Regions from separate parts of the Mus musculus genome. Here regions 2 and 3 are each linked to region 1. A link is a contact called in public HiChIP or PLAC-seq data. All regions are on one chromosome and are shown on one strand. The core of a region is the stretch at or near the end of the contact, and the rest is flanking DNA. Distances in the headings are between cores, read along the strand shown. Region 1 has its middle 62 kb from the start of Arl4c. Region 2 overlaps Agap1 (ArfGAP with GTPase domain, ankyrin repeat and PH domain 1). Region 3 overlaps Agap1 (ArfGAP with GTPase domain, ankyrin repeat and PH domain 1).

Region 1 (5,008 bases), core at 813-3,312:
CTTGGATAACCACACTCAGCTCACTTTCTCTCTCCACCCTCACATGCTCCAGAATGCTTGCCTATGGAATGGTGCCACCCACAGTGGATGAATCCTCCTAACTCGATTAACACAATCAGGACAATCCTGCCAGAAATGCCAACAAATCAACTTGATTTAAGAGACCCCTCATGGAGACTTTCTTCCTAGGTGATTCTAGATTAACCAACCATCACAGCTGGGAGGCCTAAGGATAGCAAGATGCTGCTAGAATGCTTGACTTTGAAGGCTGGAGTCCTCATCCTTGATCTTTGCACAAACTGCAAAAATTCCTCATTCAGTGACATACTATGGTCATGGAGAGGTTAGGGTTGAGACAATGTTCTCACCTCCTTGGGGGTCAGCTGGGCTAGATTGTCATCAGTTCTTTTGACATCCTGGGGAACCCTCGTTCCCCCACTCTGCCCTCTTCCCACTGCCCCATTTTGTTCCCTCTTCCTTCTGCTTCATTTCTTTGACAGTAATAGGAGGGAGGCAGGGAACAGGGCAGGGAGCAGGGCTGTGGTGCCAATACCTTAACAACAAACCCTTTTGATGTTAATTCCCTTTTCAGGTGAGAAATCCTGTCTGCCAAGTCCCAGTAGGTATCTGTCAGTATCTGAGGGAGGAGGGGGGGATGCTGCCAAGCAATCGCTAGGCTCTGACATTCCATTCTTGCAAAAAGGTTGTGAAATAGGTTACTGGTAACGATAATCGTGAGGAATGAAACCTTAACTTCTACAAATCCATGAGCTTTGTAAGTGTGTATTCACACAAGACCACATACATACACACAGGGACTGATGGCTATAGGTATACAGATGTATGGATGTGTCTGAATGTACACAGGTGTGTGTGTGTGTGTGTGTGTGTGTGTGTGTGTGTACTGAGTATGCACCTCTATGCATTTATGTAAATCAGATACAATCATAGGTCATTATCACAGGAGAGACCTGATGAATAAGAATACAAAGATGAGCATGATATTATTAATAGTCAGAGAAATACAAACGGCGGCCATAGTGATGTGCTGCTTTGCAATTCTTAGAGAAATTAAATCATCTGATAATGGAGGGAAGCTGGGCTACTCAAAAAAAAAAATGGGCCCAGGGTAGGTAAGCGAGCCTGGAGCATTTTATACAGTGTAGGTAATCAACCCATGGGGTCTAGCCTGGCCTATATGACGAGGCACCACTTGGTTAAAATCTAGCTGTCAGCATGGACTTTGGTAGAGGCAATCTGCAGTAAAAACAGAGGTGGTGAGTGTTGGCATTCTTTCTAGGCTCCGCCCAACAGTTACCTAGCAACAGTCAGGTAGGCTTGGCTTGCTTTAAAAGGAACTGTTTGGCCTCGCCCCTTCTCTCTGACTCTCTGACTTTCTTCTCTCTGACCCCTATCTTTCCCTCTCCATATGTTCTTGGCCAGCCTCTTCCCCCCAACCCCTTCTGTGTCCTTCTCTGTCCCCTCTCTTCCTCTGCTTCTATTCCCTTCTCAGCTCCCCTTCCCATGCTCCCAAATAAACTCTATGCTATACTAGACCGTCCTGTGGCTGGTACCTCAGGGTGAGGGATGCTTCAGCATAGGCTTGCTGAGGTCTCCCCTCCCACTGCATCATCCTGCACTCTATAAAACATATCCTTGGTCTTTATAAAACACATCAGTGAGATGAGATGTTCAGGGATACAGCATTTGACTAGCACCTTGAAGTCCTGGGTTCAAACCCTAGTAAGTGCAAAAAGCACCCCACCACTCATTATATATGCTTCATTCCATGAGTTCCTGTCCCAGATATGATACTTGGTCTTTATAAAGGGTGGTAACAATTACATAATAACGAATGGGAGGAGCTTATCAATTTGATGGCTGAGCCCAGGCAGGGGCTGGGAGAAGACAGCATATTGTGTCCCAGGACCTGGGAGTCAAAAGCTGTTTTGAGGCTGGGTTTTGAGCTGTTCCTGGAAGACCACAGTCCTCCTCAGGTGGGGAGGGCCTTCAAAGTCACAGGCAGGAGGCTCTGTGCAGCTGGCACTGAGTCACTTCTGTGGAATGCAAGGCATGTTAGGGAAAACAGCTACAACACTGTGTACCCAGCCCCTGGATGCCAGGTTGTGTGAGTCTGGGACTTACAGGAAGATTCCCCCGTCCTTGGCTCAGAGAAGCAGCTGTCCAGGCAGCGGCAGTGTATAGGTCTTCCCCAACCAAACCTTCCTTTTCATTGCAGAGTAGCTGCTCTCACCTGACCTCGCTGAGAAAGCTGCATCTCTGGATGAACACTTAACTCCTGGGAGACAAAGGTAAACATATCTTCTGAGGCCCGCCCATTGTCTCTTGATTTCAACACGAAAGGATGGGGAAATCCAAGGGCCTGTATAGGGCACAGTGGGAGGGTCAGCCAGGCCAGCCTGGGGGCCTTACTCAGCCACCTGCCACTTGCAGGCATGTCACTGTGGTGAAATCTCGGCATGTGCACCAGCTCCTGGGTGCAGGAGGCGTAGGAACAGCTTGAGCAGGTGATTCACCATCTGAGATCGGGCCATAGGGCTCTCTCCCTGGCCGGGGAAGTCCCTGGCTTGCTGGAGCCTGGCCTCACCGCCCCTAGCTTCCTTTCAAGTTTCCTGCCATCCATCCATCACACTGATTTCTGCCTTCAAAGCCAGATTCCAGGGATGTCTCCCTCTGACCTGCAGGTCCTTCTAAGGGGCACACACATTCCTTGGCTCTCCCCTGCATAGCTCACATTCTTTTTCTGAAGCCCCTGTTCTAGGGGAGGAATACAAATGACACCATTCTGAAAAGCCTGGTCTTCGGAAATTTGGCTCTGAAATCCCTCTTGTGATGGTGGGAGGAAGACACATAGCAAATAAATACATAAATGAAACAAAACCATGAATTTGTTAGCTGTGCTCTGAAACGGTGCCTTTTGACTCTCCAGTTAGGACCAGTTGCCTTTCCCGAGGCTGGTTCAACAATGCGTGTGCATTACGTGTGGCTCACGGCAGCTTCAGTACCTGCAGAACATGATTTATGCATGTAAGCGCTCGGACTGGCCAGGGAGATAGCTCAACCAGTAACATTCTAGATAGAAGCTGGAGGACCTGGGTGAGAATCTACACAAAAAGCCAGGTGCAGTAGACTGCAACTGTAATTCCAGGGCTGGAGGAGAACAGATAGAAGAATCTCTGGGGACCCACTGGCCAGCTAGCCTAGGTAAATGGGTAAGCTCACGGGTTAGTGAGAGACCCTGTCTCAAAAGAAGAAAAAGTGGCACACTATTAAGGAAGATACCCAGTGTCGACCTCTGACTGCCACATATACTTGCAGACACATGTATTCACACCTGCACACACACACACACACACATTATCTTTTCAAAACACTAGGATTAATTTTTAAAATAATTAACTATCAACCATAAGAACACTAAGTTCAGTCACCCAATGTTATAAACATGAGGCTGTCACATTTTTTTCTCTTGTTTAAAATGACTCTCCAGCCTGTCTGAAAATTCACAGCAGTACCCAGCCTGCACAGATGCTCTCCCTAGGTTTATTAGCTTTGCAAGACCTTCTATCTCAGCCTATGGCTTTTGTGTCATATTTCAAACAGATTTAAGTATCCACTACCCAGCCTTAACTCAGGCTTTGAATAGAAAGTCCTGAGACCAAAAAGAAGATGCAAAGAATTTTAATTTATCAGAGTGTTGAAGCTACTAGTTAGATATCCCTGGAGTCACTACTCTGTGAGGAGTTACATCTTCACGGTGGCGTGGTAATATTTGCATCTTGAGTAAGTCATTAGGACATTCAGGCCATGTTGAATTCAAACTTCCCCATGATGTAACAGCACACCTGCTGTCCTCCTGGAATGAACACACAGGATGTACCTGGTTCTGTGTGCTTCAACAAAGCCATTCACTTGCTATGTGGACCTGAGCTCCTGCCTGCCCTCTGAGTTTAGAATTGCCTAGTATCCATAGGGCCCTGATGGATCTCAGGGGTTTAAGATGGCAACCCCAAAGCTCTCAGGAGGAAGAGGTATATAGACATGACGATGAACTTAGGATCTCTTGGTGCTTGTAGGAAGTTCCCAGGTGCTACTGGCATCAGGGCCTTTGGGAGACAAAGGTCTGGGACACTGATCTTTCATCAGTGGATCATCTGCCCTCTGAGTCCTGCACTGATTGGACTATAGAGAAATGGAATGAGCAGGGCCTGTCTGACCCTCCCCACTGTGCCCTATACAGGCCCTTGGATTTCCCCACCCTTTTGTGTTGAAATCGAGAGGCAATGGGCTGGCCTCAGAAGATATGTTTGCCTCAGTCTCCTGGGAGCAGGTGTTCATCTAGAGATGCAGCTTTCTCAGCAAATGGGATGAACAGAGTCAAAAGCAACTCAGTCTGTTGTGGCTTTCAGTATAATAGTCCCCATTTGCTACAAGAAAAGCTTCTTTGATGAGGGGGTGAGGGTGACGCAGGGGTGTAGGGAGACAGGAAAGTGTTTAGGATTCAGCTAAGAATTCTACTGATGTAGGAAAGTGATAGTAATAGATACTCCTTTAGGGTCTATGACTTCACCAGCCAGAAAGAAGTAGTTGGCTACATTTACAATACCAACCACAAATCTCCTCCTAGCTGAGTGGATTTAAACAACTGTGTTACCCTCAAGATGTAAATGTCACTATTGTAGCCTTGGGGTATCTTGCTATGCTGGACTCAGTTGTGGTTTGCCATAGGAGTCATAGCTGGGTTTTGGGCCGCAACAGATCTCAGAGGTTTAAGGTGGTCTAGACAGTCCCAAAGCTCTCAGGTAAGATTATCGATTGCTTTCTCCCATAAGGTCCCACCCCTAGATGAAGTCTGTAAGTAACTAAAAGCTGCCAAGAGAGGGAGAGTCAGTCTTCTCATAGGACAAGCCTCTGTTAGGTTATGCAATCCCAAGTGCTCACCCCTAAACATATATACATACACAGGTACAGTTCTAATTGCACTCAA
Region 2 (5,008 bases), core at 635-3,134, 930 kb after region 1:
AGCAGATACCATGACAGTGTATGGCATGACAGCCATGGGGTACGGGTGGGGGCTGGGGTTCAGGCAAACAAGGCAGTCAACAAGGGGGTGGCTCAGAGCCTGGCTGGCTCCACTCCAGGAGCTCAGTAGGGCAGAGGGTTGGGGTGAGATCGCGGGGCCTGTCCTAACTCTGCTCTCCTTCTCCTTCCTCAGCTCTGGTCCCCCAGCCTTCTGGCTTCCATGTTTCTCCACAGTTACTGTTTCTGCTTGCTTGTTCTGCAGCCTCTCTCCCATGCTGCTTCCCTTCCTCTCTCTCCATTCCTTCCCCCCTCCACCATCTCCTTCTTCCTCTTTCTTCCTGCTTCCACTTAGGCAAGCAGAATGAATCACAGCCCCTCAGTGGATTCTGCATCAGCTTCAGCTGACCACTGGCCAGACTTATTGGTAACAAAATCTCAGCTGTAACAAGCATGTGTAGCCCCCTTTCCTTGTGGCTATTTCCTTAAAAGTTACAGCATAACAAAATAATGATTGAGATACCACGGGTTCTGGTAAGTGTTGTAGAGACACAGCCATGTAACATTCAGTACATCCTCTTGAGTATGGGAACATCTTGGATTTTGGTGTGGGGCAGGGTAGCCCAGCAAATAGATGTTTCCCATGGGCTGCTTGGCCTCAGCGAGTTTTTATGTCTCCCATGGGATCCAGGCACAGTTAGAACCTGTGACTTTTATCTATTCATAAAATAGTAATAAAAGTAGTCATGCATGCCCTTGAATGCCCTCATATACTGGCCTGGCATCAGGAGGGGCAAGGTGAGCCTTAACAGGACCTTTGCTGTCTAGAGAAGGGGGAGAGCTGGGAACTGTGATGACGGTGGGTCGGCAGTGATCTCCAGAGATGAGATGTTTTGCTAAGAGCTACATGGCATAGTGTTTGGGGCCTGTGTGTGTGTGTGTGTGTGGGGGGGGGTGGGTCTCTGTTATCTTTTCTTGCACCTTATTTGAATCAGATCAGTTTTGTACTCCTCACGGGAAAGAGCTACACGCTGCTACCTCCTTAGGTCAATCCTCAGCTAGGCTGGAAGGAGTGTAGGCCAGGTGGGCTGGCACTGTTGTGAACCTTGAGATGACCTGCGTGTGTTGGTGTTTGGTAGCAGCCTAGGAATGCTCCAAAGTCCCAGAGGAACAGAGGGTCTTAGAAGCTTGCTTTCCTGGGTGCAGTGTGTGCATCACACTGCTATGCAGCAACGCTGCATTAGGCGCCTGCTCCCCCTGGGTGTAAACTCCAAGTTTTTCAGAGTCTTTTGGAGAAAAGCCCCAGGGGAATATCCTGCTATCTGTCTGCCACCTCTCCTTGGCTCTGAAATTTCCCATGATGACTGTTGCTTCTCTGGAAGTCCTTTGACAGAGAGGGGAGCAGCAGGTAAGGTCCATTCTCTGGGAGCCAGGATGGGACCCCTACATATCCAGCCTTCACAGCCCCTGCTGTGACAGCAGTGACTGGGAATGCATGCGGAGCTGGGTGCTGGGGACCTCAGGTCCCGACACCAGCCCTGGCTGCAAAGCTGTTGCCAGTCTCTTTTGAAGCAGCCCAGGCCATTCCACCTTTTTCTCTGGCTACTTCCAGTCCTAGGGATGCCAACATTGGACATGCCATGGTTCCTGTCCTGCACCCAACTAGGAACTGAACATCAAGGGCTACCAAAAGCCTCTGCACCCTACTCTTATGCCTAGTACCCTATTCCCTGAAATGAAGCAAGGCCTGGACCATGGGCCGTCACATTTGGAGCAGCCCTTCCCCCCAGGACACACAGTAAGTTTGTTTTCATGGTTTCCACTGAGGGAGGAACAGGCTATCACAGAGGGCGGCCACCCAGGGTCAGCTGCACTCAGGATTTTTGTGGTCAGGGAAGAAGTGACTCACCATCTGTCCTTCCCTGTGTCTGTTCCTAACTGCTGGAGGTAAACTTCTGTGTGGGAGAGGGGTCCAAAAAGGGGCACCATGGGGGTGCAGTTCAAGTCAGCTGATCTGGCTTGCCACATGAGTGGGTCAGGGCTGACTGCTACCCTGCAGAGGTGATCCACCCCCAGCCAGTAGGACTTGTCTATCAGGAAACTAGTGGTGGGGAGGGGGAAGCTGCTGTCCCTGAGACTTGAGGTTAAGTTCCCAGGGAAGACACAGGGAAGCATGTCTATTCTTCAGGGAGGGCATGGCCAAGGCCATGTGGGGGATGGACGGACGGGACATATTAGGTTCCATCTTGCTGGTTCCAACAGGTGTCATGGGGTGAGTGCAAATGATGTGGTTAGGGTTGAGAAAGGAGATGAAGGTGTGCCAGTGGGAGGTGGGGGCAGGGGATGAAGGTGTTGCCAGTGGGAGGTGGGGGCAGCCTTGCAGTAAACACTGGGTCAACACCTCACCCACTGGATCCTGCTTGTCTGTCTGATTGTCATAGCTCTGTCATGTTTTCACAGGCTCAGGGCTCCCTTGCTTGGGTCCCAGGGGTCTGTGTCATTCAAGTCATGTAACCTGGCCCTGCCACAGGGTTCTGCAGGGTGTTCTGCTGAAGGTGTCAGGCTTGGTGCCACTTGAGGAGGGTGCATTTTACTCCGCAGGCAAGGCATGGTTACAGAGCACAATTGCACCGTGAAGCCGGGCTATCAGGGCTGACGACCATTTCTGGAGAGGGAGCTGAGTGTAGGCGTGGAGGAGGCTGGAAGGATGCTTGGCTTGGACGTCCTTCTGTGTGGGATGGGTGAGGGGATGGGAAATCCCCAGAGGGGGAGGAAGTAGTTCTGACTAGAGTACAGGAGATGGGTGCTGTCTGGAAAGGCCTGCAGGTGGAGGAAGGCTCCTTCTAGGTGACTATAATGACTCAACCTCATAGTACGAGGGGACAGGCAGCTTGAAACATTGGAGTGGGATAGGGCTGTCTGGGGCTGTAGTGAGGGCCTAGATCTTGTTATCATTACAGGAGAGGTTGGCGACATCTCTTGATGTTGCTGCATGTGTCCTAGAGTGTTCCTCTTAGGGATGAGGATAGGGAGGGACATGTTCCCAGGTGATGTCTGTGCAGGTCCAGAAGCCATGTCTGAATTGGGGTCTCAAAGGGTCTCCTTAGGGCCGTGACCAGGCATGACATCTTAAGAGTCACCAGGGGCAGGTAGGGAAGTATCTGCTGTGGACTGTGATATCCCCGGTTCTTTGCTGGATAGAGAGGGGAAAGCTTAGACTACAGCTGGAGTCAGCTCTAGGTATGCCACCTGTGCGGTTTAGGGGAGGAGCCCTGGAGTGGAGGGAACATGAGGGGACGGGCAGGTGTGATGGTTGCCTTTGGGGTGGACTGGTCTTGAGGGAGGGATAAGAGGCCCAGGGGTATGGAGTTAGTCCCTGCTTTGTGTGTTCCTTGCTGTCAAGCATGCAGCAGTGTCTCGGGATTCCTATGTCAAGAGTGTCTGTTTCCAGATCCTGGAACCTTTGTGTGGGCTGACAGTTCTCCATCTTTAACATCACTCCTGACACAACATACAGTGTTGGTGGGAGTACCATTACAAGTCCTGGGATGCCCCAAATTGGTGACCATTGCTCTTCAGCTCACCATTCTTCAGTTTGTCTTCCATTGTGGAAGAGTTTGGAGCTGGTGCTGAGTTTGGAAGGAGTCACAGGTAGCTGATTGTCAGAGCATGGTGAGGAAGTACAGTGGTTGGGGCAAGGCTGGGTTCCTGGCTGAGGCTTCATTCTCGCCCCGCCCACACCGCACCTCAGCCCCACCCCCTGAGCTGTTGAAGCTTAGCTTGATGTCTGCATAAGGCCCCCGGAGGCAGGTGTGAGGCAGGTAGGTAAGAAGCCATGGATGTTTTCTTTTCTGTTAGTGCCAGCCATGATATGGTGACTTGTTCTTCTCTTCCAAGGAGCTCAGGTACGAGGCAGTTACTCCCCTGGAACTGCCAGGGGAAGTGGTTGCTGTCTGCTGCCTGGGTTTGCTTGTCCTTGGTGCCTGAGGACCACTGAAATGATCCACTGGTTGACAGTGGCAGGGAGGGAGGAAGGGGGAAGGGCATGACATTTAGACAGAGAGAATGGATCCTCTCTTGAAACCTCTGGTCATAGAATTCCAAGTAGCCCTCTGGGAGAGCCCAGCCTGGGATGCAGATGTGGTCACTGTCAAAATGTGCTCCTCAGGACCTGTGCAGACTCGGGGCATCATTTGGGGCCTTCACTTCAATCTTCATGTAAGTGCCAGGAAAACCTGTTAAACCTTTCGGTGTAGGAAGATGGGGTGGCCCAAGGATTCCTTTCTTGGCTTTCTACTAACATCTGCTGAGTAGTGCCCTCCTCTCTGCCTAGCTGCCACCTCTACATGCAGGTGACTCTCAAGATCAGGCCTCTTTAACTCTTGATGGTCCTTCCTAGAGGATCCTCACCGAATCTCAGTCACTCTGTCCTGTGCTTTAAGCTAGTCCTGTGTACTGCTAATTCTGTTGTACTTGCATGTGGTCTTGGGGTCTCTGCAGGTACTGGAGTTTATAGATTGAAAGGCCAGCAGAAAGGAGACCTAACTCTGCCTCTGTTGGGAAGGCATCATCCATGCTGGGGCAAGGCGTTCTGCTGGGCAACTGTATTGGGGTTAGCCACCCTCCCGTGAGCAACTTGTGATCCACGATGAGAAAGCCTGACGAACTCATTAGTCCTCCAGGCTGGATTGTGATAGGGCCATTACTTTGGCTTGTCTTCGATGCGCTGAAGAAAGGGGTAGATGTTTCCAGCCCTCTAGGGAAAGAGTTTCTGTGACACTAGGACATACTTCACAGCCAGTGAGGGGTGTGTCCCATTTGTTGATGCCTCTTATTTCTTTTCCTTGGCTGCATGCACACAGCTGATGTGTGGGAAGGCTGGAGGGAGGGAAGATGGGGTGGGAATCCTTCCGCATGCTGTGGTTGTAGCCATGTAGAGTCCTTGGGGAGTCACTCTTAAGTAGGAGCTGCTGTGCTAAGTGTTGCTTGAATTCATTTCTGTAAAGTGATGG
Region 3 (5,008 bases), core at 1,113-3,612, 870 kb after region 1:
TGAGTAACTTCTTGATTCATTGTCATGACCTTTCTGGGCTTTCTTTGTAAGCACCTGAAGAGAGAGGAGAGGGTTGAGGGGAAGGAGGCAGGCAGACAGACACATAGATTGACTGACTGAGCCCATCTTTGCACTTTGAGTCTTCTGTGTTGGGTGCTGGGACCATAGCGTAATTGTGCTGTTTGATTTAACTCTTTCTGTGAAATAGATGTTGTTACTATCTCTACAGATAAGGAAATTAAGTCATGAGTAGTAGGTTAAGGAGCTTGCCCCGAGTTGCTTGGCTCTCCAGCGGAGGCCAGGTGATGGCAGTGGGTCATGTATTCCCAAAGCCTGGCTCTTGTGCCTTTCTTGGGCCCTTTTTTGTGATCTCATGGTGCCACTCCTGGAATGTGGCTCCTGAGAGATCTCTGTGTAAGCACTGTTTCTTTCCAGTCCACACAACCTTTGAAGCTCTATTTATGATCACAGCCCTAGCCTGTACCTCTGGACCCTCACAGAAGCCCATGTCCTAACAAGCAGGAGTGAGCCTGCGATGTTGCCTGTAAGCTGGATTTAAATGTCAGCCTCTGGCTTGCTCTGAGCAGGAAGACTGTCTGGGGGAGGTGACTGCTGTTACTCAGTATTTACCACAGACCTTGAATCTGTCTGATGTACAGCAGTAGGCCCGGAAGGCCTTAGGTACCACAACCTTGGGGACCCTCAGAGTCCAGTTGCTCAGAGCAAATACTTGCGACCCGCTGCCTGCTTTCTGCAGATGGTTATGCTTCTGTCCTGATGCCCGAGCATGCTGTGTGGCGCTGGCTGTGCCCAGACTTCAGGCTCTTGTAATACTGAGCCATTTAACTTGTAACAGAAGTGTGGCTAAGTGTGAACCTGGACTGTCACCTAGGAACAAGTGTGAACATGTCATTGGCCCTGTGGTATGTGTAAACCAAGGTGGGGAAGGAGACCCTCTGAATCCTGTGTTTCTTTCTCAGAAGCAAGAGGGCACTCACCTCATTAGCATTCTGCATCTCAGCATTTGGCCCAGCAGTCTCAGGGCTCACCCCTGCCCAGCGTAATTACACGGATGATGTCGGTGATGTGGCTGTGAAGACACTTCTCCCTGACCTGGGTGGAATGGCCTCCTGTGACTTAGACTTGAAGGCTTTACAAGGACCTGTGGCTACTGGATGATTAGCCTCTACAAGATTTTATTCTTGAGCATTTCAGACGCACCGAGAATGGAAAGAACTCACAGTGATTGCTTTCATATGCACTGTGTGGGCATTGTGGGCAGCACTGAGCTGACCCCGTTTCCCCCATATCCTCCCCCAGTTGGTGTAGTTTTGGATTTTAAACTCAACTGTTACATTCACAGTGTCTCCTCTCTTGTCTACCTTTTTATTAACTTGTAAAAAAAAATTGTATGTTTGAAAAAAAAAAAAAAAGCTTTGCTGTATGTCCCTGACTGGCCTGGAACTTGCAGCAATCCTCCTGCCTCTGCTTGTTTCCTCAGTGATGGGATCACAAGTATACAGTACCATGCTGGCTCTATCTGTTCTCTTACAGAGACATATTAGGTGTCTTTTGCTTATAGCAGAACATTGGAGATTTTCTGTAGGTGTTACCCAGCTCAGCGCCTTACCGTGTAGCAGATACTAGCTACCTCTGGCTACTTAAATTCAATTAACAATTCATTCTTATGGAGACATGGCTCAGGTAGCCAGGTGCTTGCCGACAGTACAGGAAACCCTGGGTGTGGTGGCTCACACCTGTTACCGCTTATCCTCGCTCAGGAGGTGGAGGCAGTGTCCTCTCTGCTACAGAGCTTGCTGGAGGCCGCGTGGGACCCTGTCTCATAAAGGAAACAAAACCAAAAAGGAGTTCCTGACTCCTGGGAGCCAGCCATGTGCTGCTGCGGAGACCTTACCACAGCTGTGGACTACTGCCATCATTAGGACAGTGTGCGACCACAGTTGATGTGTTAACAACCATGTACACTTGATATCTGATCCTGCAAACCTTGGCTTTCCGCTACTTTTGTTTTGGACTACAAGGTCTTGCTGTGTAGTCTACACTGACCTTCAGACTCTCGAGTGCTGGGATCACAAGTATGCACAGCCTGCCAGGCTTTCTTGCACACCATAAGACCTTTGTGAAACATGGGGCCTGTGAAGGCCTCTCTTCTAGAGATGGGTTGTTTACATGCCCAAGGGTACAGTCAGCACGCAGGGAAGGGAAAGTGACTTCCTATCTTGGACAGGTCTGAGTTCTGCCCAGACATGTGCTGTTGGCCTTAGTGGGACATAGCTGGTGACTGACTGGGTCAGAACAATGTGCTTTGATTGACGACGTCAATGAGGAAACATACTGAGCTCCTGGGGAGACTGCGTCCTGTCCTGTGTCAACTGGCTATACCAGCTGCCAGAACCCAGCTGTGCCTTGTGACTCAGGGTTTCTGTAAGCGTATTTTGGGAATGGCATTTGGCCTATGGACAGCCCTGGCCTGAAGGCTTCCCCTATGGAAACCATCAGTTGAACCTTCCTGTGTTCTGCTTGCTCTCCCCTAGGGATGTTCTCCATGTCATGGGACTGGTGTCCATCAATATCTGGGTTCTCCCACCTGTGCCACACCCTAAGTCTCCTGGCTTCCCAACCCTATGCTGGATTATCCTTCCTCTTCCGAGCTTGCCCATCACCTGCTCTGTGATTTGCTTGTCTGTGCTTGTTCCTGTCCCTTTGTCTACAGCAAGGCCTTCGTCCCAGCTCAGACTTCACCTGCCTGAGGAATAGCCACCTTCTGCATCTGGGCCTGGAATATGACTTGCCTTCTAGAGACCTCACAGTCCCACTGTTGACTTTGCCCGTAATGAGGACCTACTGTGTGCTCAGCATGTGCTGCTAGGGTGAGAGGGACCAAGCCTGGGAGCCGCCTGGTGCAGACTGTGGTTGTTTTAGGGTATGGATGAATGTATGTAAATAAACAAGCAGCTCCTGGTTGGTGGCCGCCACTGTCCCCATTCAGGCTTCTAAGTGCTCTTGCCTATGCCTCTGCAGATGCCTTGTTTTCAAAGGTAAGGTATCTTCATCAAGTCTTTCCCCAACATCCTCCTATTTGTTCTGCAGAGGAAAACCATTCTTGAAGTGATTTAGTCCATGTATGCAATGTTTTGTCAGACGATATAATTGCAGTTAGTCTTATTAAAACTCATCGAGCAGCTGGTATGATGCTTAGTTAAGCTCTGTAATTACTGTCAGAAGGAAACGTAAGTTTGGAAACAAGGCTGTTGGTCTCAAGGTCCAGGTCCACTGTTGCATGAGGATGTATGTAGATGAGGCAGCCAGTCACCCCCTGGGTGAGCTTGGCCGCTGTACAGTAGGAAGTCAGGAGTGATGGCTCAGTTCTGAGATGGTAGAGCTGGCCGCTTTACCCTGTGCAATGTATGTTCTAAAATTCGTTTACATGCAGTGCCCATCCCTGAGGCCAGCTAGCTGGGAGGTTGTCACCTTCTGCCCTAGGACTGGAGCCAGCTCCAGAGGTTTTGGTGATCTGTCCAGCTTTCCCCAATGCCTACACAATTTCTTCACTTAGAGGCCTGCTCTCTGTTGTCATGGGGCTTCCTGCAGGTCCCCTGGGGTCTCAATGTGGATATCCTGGGGTTTTAGCCCATGGAACTGGTGTTAGGTCAGAAGTCTCTAAAAGCTGCTATTGGTTCCTGGCAGGAGTCTGTGCTGGGAAGTTAGTTAGTGAATGTGTTTTGAAACCTGCCCCTTAAGCCTTCTTAAGCTTGACTGGTGAGCATCCGTGTGGATGCTCATTCCAGAAACTGCCATGAAGGGAGCGGAGAGTCGGCTCCGTGGTTAAGAGCACTTGTGGCTTTTGTAGATCACCTGGATTCAATCCCTAGCACCCATATAGTAGTTCAGAACTATTTCTAACTCCAATTCCAGGAGATACTACACTCTCTTCTGACCTCTGTGGGCACCAGGCACACACGTGGTATACATCCATGTATCTATGCAAAATATTCATATGAGTGAAATAAAATAATCTAAAATAATAAAATTGAAAAGCAAAAAGTAAGAACCAGCCATTAAGTCCACTCTACTTCTGTCACCAGACAGGAAGCGGGAGGGGGGCAGCAGAGACATCCCTTGGGGGGCATCCCTTGGTGGGATGGTGCAGGTGGACTGAGGTAATTGTGTGTTGAGATGCTATTGTTGTTTTACTAAACACATAACCTGTCTGCTGAGATGAGGCTCATGTGTATTATCTGCAGCTGTGAGCACACGTGTTTACGTCTGGGTTGCTTCATCAGTAGCGATTGATCCAACTACTCAGTACTTTGTACTCCTGTGACTAGACAACTGGACAGAATCAGTGTTGGGGAGGAAAGCTTTGTTCTTGGTCGAGGTTTCTGAGAGCTGGCGGCCACTATAGTGGAAGGGGCCGAGGGACTTAGTCCATGCCCAGGGTGTAGGTGGCAGTGGCTGCTCATCTGTTGGCAGATCAGGATGCACAGGGTGTGACCAGTTTCAGGATGAAGGGGGTGTGAATAGCCTTCCCTGGCTTCTTGACCTTGAGGTTCTCACTAACTTACAGGAGCACCACTCAGTGGATGTTGAGAGAGCCTTTCCTGCCACTTACTGAGTGGGAGAGCACGTGCACTGAGGGATCTCTGAAAGGACTTGAAATCAAGAATGTGCTGGGCAAACACAGGAGGGAAGAAAGAAGGCACCCGACTGTGTGGGGCTCGCCTTTGGTTTAGAATGTGATGCTCAGATGAAAGGGGGTGGGGTGGGAAACGGACGGTTCTTTGCCATTGTGGAGTCCATAGCTTGGTATAATCAAGTGTTATGAACCAGTACTCAGTGTGATGTGTGCTCATTATTTACTTACATTTTAGTTTGCATTAGAAAGATATCAGCCTGGGTTTTCCTTAGATGTGGAAGGCTTGAAGGGAGGGGTTGTCTCAGGTGTCTCAGCAGGTGACAGTGGAGGTGGGGTTGAGTGTGGCAGGTG

What was found. HiChIP or PLAC-seq counts read pairs in DNA pulled down with a chosen protein or histone mark.
Region 2: a contact with region 1 is called in a FOXA1 HiChIP or PLAC-seq map of pancreatic cancer cells. The contact joins two enhancer-like sites. A contact is called at or near these places in 2 of 115 datasets of contacts at active chromatin or transcription factors (astrocytes and pancreatic cancer cells).
Region 3: a FOXA1 HiChIP or PLAC-seq map of pancreatic cancer cells shows a contact between it and region 1. The contact joins two enhancer-like sites. A contact is called at or near these places in 3 of 115 datasets of contacts at active chromatin or transcription factors (astrocytes, embryonic stem cells and pancreatic cancer cells) and 1 of 9 other capture datasets (embryonic stem cells).

Annotation. Positions count from the first base shown.
Region 1 is chr1:88,637,524-88,642,531 of GRCm38.p6, forward strand. No RefSeq gene overlaps it. Among named protein-coding and RNA genes, the nearest start is that of Arl4c, 62 kb to the right of the region's middle. Within about 2 kb of position 2,063, at least 129 of the 459 cell types and tissues checked have an H3K27ac peak or open chromatin away from gene starts, as enhancers often do. A contact at or near this core is called in pancreatic cancer cells, where this site is marked.
Region 2 is chr1:89,568,842-89,573,849 of GRCm38.p6, forward strand. The region is part of intron 1 of Agap1 (ArfGAP with GTPase domain, ankyrin repeat and PH domain 1); the gene reads left to right. The region is part of intron 1 of Gm41914 (a long non-coding RNA gene); the gene reads right to left. Among named protein-coding and RNA genes, the nearest start is that of Gm41914, 9.6 kb to the right of the region's middle. Within about 2 kb of position 1,885, at least 71 of the 459 cell types and tissues checked have an H3K27ac peak or open chromatin away from gene starts, as enhancers often do. A contact at or near this core is called in pancreatic cancer cells, where this site is marked.
Region 3 is chr1:89,511,684-89,516,691 of GRCm38.p6, forward strand. All of the region lies in intron 1 of Agap1 (ArfGAP with GTPase domain, ankyrin repeat and PH domain 1), which reads left to right. Among named protein-coding and RNA genes, the nearest start is that of Agap1, 59 kb to the left of the region's middle. Within about 2 kb of position 2,363, at least 32 of the 459 cell types and tissues checked have an H3K27ac peak or open chromatin away from gene starts, as enhancers often do. A contact at or near this core is called in pancreatic cancer cells, where this site is marked.